Regions from separate parts of the Gossypium hirsutum genome. Here region 1 is linked to region 2. The links are chromatin contacts, called in public Hi-C maps. All regions are on one chromosome and are shown on one strand. The core of a region is the stretch at or near the end of the contact, and the rest is flanking DNA. Distances in the headings are between cores, read along the strand shown.

Region 1 (2,700 bases), core at 75-2,574, 180 kb after region 2:
ATATTTTAATTTTAGTAGTCCTCCACTGAGTTGGGTCCCACAAAAACCTCGAAAGGCCAAGTCGAGCCGGTGAGTGGCCAAGTGGGTGGCTTAGAGAACATCCAAACGTCAGCTTTGGGATCCGAAGATTAGCTATCCCCAAAAGGGTTTATTCCATGGGCTGAGCCGATCAACTTACATCCAAAGCCCAAAGCCGAACACATCAAGTTGCCGCATTTACTCGCTTCCAAACACGCCTTTTTTGCACATCTAACGCCTATTACATCACCGTCAAAAAAATTACTACGTACACACTACACAATGCAATAATATAAAGATAAAATCATACACTACTTTGTTTTTTGTGGGTCACCGTCACAGACAAGGAATCCCCGGACATGACAGGCACTTTATATTACCCACTTAAACCAAAAAAATGTTTAATTATAATTTAGTCCTCCTTTTATGTTATAATTTAAGTTTAATCTCTTTACTATAATTTCACATAGTTTAGTTCTCTATTTCTGAATTCAAATTGATAACATAGTTATATGATGTGGATTTTTTTGAAAAAAAATACTCAATTGTCTTGTAAATTTATCATGGGTAAATTATGGTAGAGATCATCTAATTATTTTCTTTTTCTTTTTTGGTCACTTGACTATGAAAAGTTAGAAAATAGTTGTCAAATTATTCAATTTTATCTTTTTTTGTCACCAACTGACTAACATAAAAATGAAAGCGTTCAACAATTCAAGATAGTTGGGTGATCAAAAATGGAAAAATTAAATAATTGAGTGACTATTTTGTAACTTTTCATGATTGAATAACAAAAAAAAACATAATTAGGTGACTAAATTTTCATTGTGCGGCTGAATAATATTATACAAAAAGGTTGAAATATATCCTAAGTTTTTGTACTTTTTGTATATTTAGAATTTAATCCCACTTCTTTTTATTTTAAGAAAATTAACCTTTATTTTTTAGATTTAGAAATTCAAGTTCGATTGTTACCCTTGTTAAACTTCTTTTGTTACATGGCCACCAAATAAATATTTTTGTTATTTCAAAATATCACATCAATAAATTTAATAAATGAATTTTCATAATGTAAACAAATTGGACCTAACTTTTGAAAATTCAAAAAGTAGAGAACTAAATTTCAAAAAGTAACAATATAGGGATTAAATTACAAATATAAAAATATTAAAGAATTTAGAGTAGATTTTAACCTATAAATTAAGTCAAATTAAAATAGAAGGAAGTAGAAGGACTAAAACTGAATTAAACCATAACATTCCTCAATGTTCAGTAAAATAAAAATCCGTTTCGATTCCGTTATATATACTTTTTTTTTTTTTTACTTTTTCATCATTTTTTTTTATTTCTTGGCGGTTTTAAGCTTTACTCTTTCGAACATTCGCTTATTTAATTTTATTTTTATTTTCACTGAACACTCTCTCTTTATCTTGATCTCAAAGGTCAGGTTTTTTTCCTTTGTTTTTTTTTTTTAATTGAGATTTTTTATTTGTTTTCATATATTATATCAGATCTTGAATTTGTGTTCTTTTTTTCTTTTATACTTTTATTAAAGGCTTCTGTTTTGAGCTGGAAATTAAGTAGATCGGAGAGTGATAAGTGGTTGCCGTGTTGTTTACAGATGAAATGAGGTATGTTTAGTTTTTTTTCCCCTTAGTTTAACAGCTTGCGATTTTAGTGTTTGTTTGGTTACTGAGAAAACACCGGGAAAAAGAAAACGGAAAAGAAAATTTGTTTGGATTTTTTTTTGTCTCGTCGGTTTTCATGTTTTAGTAAAGTGGATAAGCTTCTTCAAATTTTTTTTTGTTCCTTTTTTTTCGCGAGATTAGGAAATGAAAATTTTAAAATTTAGCTGAGCTAAGCAGCTAGAGTAGGCTCTTTGTATGTATATGTATATATTATATTTATCTAAGGAATGTTAGGTATTGAAATTGCAAAATCGTTTTTTATTTGAAATTCTACTTGCAGTTCATGAAATTTTTTTAAATGTTAGATTACTAGTTGAAATTTATAGACTTGAAGTTTATCATTTTCATCTTTTAGTATTCTGGGATTTTTGTTTATTGTAAATTTGTATCATGGCTAGAATCTTCATTGGCTTGTTGATATTTAGTTGTACTAATTAGTCTCTTTAAAGGTTATAATTTCTGATGCAGGTGAGAATATAAGGTCTATAGCAACTTAGAACACTATACAATTACATTACATGGGGAAAAGAAATTAAAATACTAGAGGACACAAATTATAATACAAACATGACAGGAATTCATGAACTAGTCAAAATCTATATAGCATGAATTATTAACGCACCAAAGTTTATATAAATATGTATTACCTTAAACAAAAGTATGACAAAGTGAAGGTACACAAGTACGATACTGAGTACTATTTTGATGATTAACTCAAAAGTGTTTGTTTATTTAAAATTCCTTCCTTGAAGTTAATTAGTGGAATTGTGAATGTCTGTTTGCCATTTTGCCTGGATTTGTTAAGTCAACTATTTTTTGATGTCCCAAGGACAATAATTTTATCAATTTCTTTCCATTTGATGTAGGGAAAAACTGGAAACATGAATGCAGGTCTTGAATTGTAGTACAAGTTAAGGTTATAAAATGAGAACGGAGAGGAAACCGCATTTGATAAAGAAGCCTGCTGATGCAAAACGTCAAAGGGTAAGAAACT
Region 2 (2,700 bases), core at 159-2,658:
AAGCAAATCGAACATAATACGTATATAACCAAAGGGAACTTGTAATACAAAACCTTGTATCAGTGACAAAGAACAAGTTCATCACCGTCCCGACCGGAGTTGTCGATACCTTCACTTTCTTTATATTGAGTTCGAGATTACAAAGAACTGTTGTGATATCTGCCATGAAAAAGCACCTATAATTCATTCACTAAATATAGTTTAGACCCACATTTTCAATGCACAAATTCATCTATGATTGACGAAACTAACAAAGAGGAAAGTTAAAAGTTAAATTCTGATATCAGTCCCTGTACTTTTTACTTCTCAAATTTTAAAATTTCAGTCCTCAACAAACAATAAATTGTTAAATTCATTAAGTTTGGTTATTTCCAAAATTTTATGGTTATTTCCAAAATTTGATGGGACAAACATATTATCATAAGTCTCATGCCATGTTAGCTTGTTATTTTCATATAGTACTCACTAAAACCTAGTTAATAGATTAACTACCATCATTTGCAACAAAATTGAAATTTCAAAATTCGAAGATATAAAGAACTTGGAATTTCAAATCGGAGAAGATATACTAAATCTATAACAGTTCGCATAGCAAAAGACTAGTAATTGTTTTTAACCAAACGAATTTAACTACTAGCGTTTGAGTCAGACTAAAATACAGGGACTAAATCCACAAATTTCACAGAGTATAAAGACTAAAGAATTTAACCAAAAATAAAAGATCTTAGCAATCCTAAAATTCAATATAATGAAAGAACCCCGAATCAAGAACAAAAGCTTACCATGTGAAAGGCCTTTTCTATCATAACAAAAAAGCTTGATAAGAAACACATCTGTAACCATTGAAGACGGTAATTCAGAACTGTAATATGAAATACCAAAAGCTGAAGAACAAGAAGGGCAAGTCCCAATTAATCTGTTCTTCAACAATTCCCATCTACAAGTATCCCATTTTATAATTGGCTTAGGAATCACCCAAAGCACTATGTAACACCATTTCCCATCTGTTGACACATCTTCACAAAAAAAAAAAAGACCATAAAAAAGTCAAAATATCAAATTCTCAATATCTTCACAAAATCAAAACTGAAATACAAAACTGGGTTTTTAGTTTTTTACCCCCTCTAACAATGGTGAGACCAAAAAAGAGTAAGATACGGCATAAATCACAGCCTAAACCGGTTTTGTCAGGGCAGTTAATGGTGATGACACTGGGTTCTGCTTCATTCTTTGATTGATTTATGATCACTACGTCGTCGTGTAGGATACCCATAGCTTTGTTCTTATTCTAAGCTTTCAGAAAAACAAAAAAACCATTGAATGATTCTTGATTTTTATTCATTTGGGGGCTGGGAGTGCTTTCATTTGGCTGTTTTTGAAGGTCCCAGAGAATATTAAGTGTAAAAGTACTTGCATTTTTACTTCCTAATTAAAAAAATTAGTAAATTAATTTTTCTACGAGTAAATCGCTCTTTTCTTTTCTTTTTTTTTTAATTTTCGTCCATTTGTGCACCTCATACTGATGCTAATGTAATGGAGGAAATTTTTAATAAAATAATTAATTTACTTTTTAATTATTAGAAAATAGAAAAGACGGTATGCAATCTCCAGAATACTTTGGTTCATATTGCATTAGTGACGAAAATAAATTATTAAAAAAATTAAAAAAATTAAAAATTATAAAATTAGGTTCAATCATGAGCGCGAACGATTCTTCTTATTGTTTCGGATTGATGTATTGGTCGATTTTCAATCTAAATTCGATTTCAACATTATTGAAAATAAATATAATTTGCTAAATTTTTTATATGTATATAAGTTTTAATAAAATTACTATTTCTATTAGATAAAATTTGAAACAAAAATTTATTCATGCCATATTTGTATAATAATATCTATTTTATTTCATATTTTAATTATTTTTATGGTAAAGTTATCACGGAAACCTTTATACCAAGAGCAAGATTATATTTTATTCCATCTACTCAAAAAATATCCAAATTAGTCCTTGTAAGTTAATTTAAAGAGCAAATTGATCATTTCTATTAAAAGTTTTATCTATTTATACTATTAAAAACTAGCGCGGCTGGCGCAATAATTAGACATTGATACGTGACGTGCCACATATATCTCATACTAATGTATAGGGACTAGTTTTTAATAACAAATAAATAAAATTTTTAACAAAATGATCATTTTGCTCTTTAATCTAAAATATAAAATTAATTTAATAATTTTTAATAAAATGAATGAAATACAATTTATCTCTTATTATCGGGGATTCCTCTATAATTATACCAAGTTTTTTATGGAATTTAATATCAACCGGAAATGAAGATATTTTGATTTTACCTGTTACTTTCACTCCATTGGGTCAGCATTTACGTTACCCGAGCGTGACTCACCTGCACACGGGCTACCGCCATCACGTGTCGTATTTTCTGGATGGTCCCCATTGGTCACGTGACTTTCTAAGGCTTTAAAACCTAGGTTCCTGGGAAAAGTTACCTTTTGTCATCTGTCAACTATACGTCACCGTTTCGAGTTTTTTTTTCTAATAATAATATTAAAATTAATACAAAGTTTCTCATCCAATAGGATCTCACCACTTGTTAATGATCAATCCAGCAAAGCACAAATGAAAACTACATTTTTTATTTTAAATATATATTTTCATTATTTATTTATTTTTTAAACTCG

The links. Hi-C and Micro-C count contacts between places; a contact is called where the count stands out from the background.
Region 1: a contact with region 2 is called in a Hi-C map of leaf, with 2.1 times the contacts expected there. The contact joins the promoter of LOC107886814 here to the promoter of LOC121230411 in region 2. A contact is called at or near these places in 5 of 34 Hi-C or Micro-C datasets (callus, leaf and seedling).

What each region holds. Positions count from the first base shown.
Region 1 is chrA01:117,900,210-117,902,909 of Gossypium_hirsutum_v2.1, forward strand. It overlaps LOC107886814, which reads left to right and starts at 1,325. Exons shown (of 10, transcript XM_041115194.1): 1 at 1,325-1,460; 2 at 1,574-1,649; 3 at 2,573-2,690. The coding sequence starts at 2,631.
Region 2 is chrA01:117,724,296-117,726,995 of Gossypium_hirsutum_v2.1, forward strand. It overlaps LOC121230411 (ACT domain-containing protein ACR10), which reads right to left and starts at 1,409. Exons shown (of 6, transcript XM_041115112.1): 1 at 1,120-1,409; 2 at 783-1,016; 3 at 54-159. The coding sequence starts at 1,273.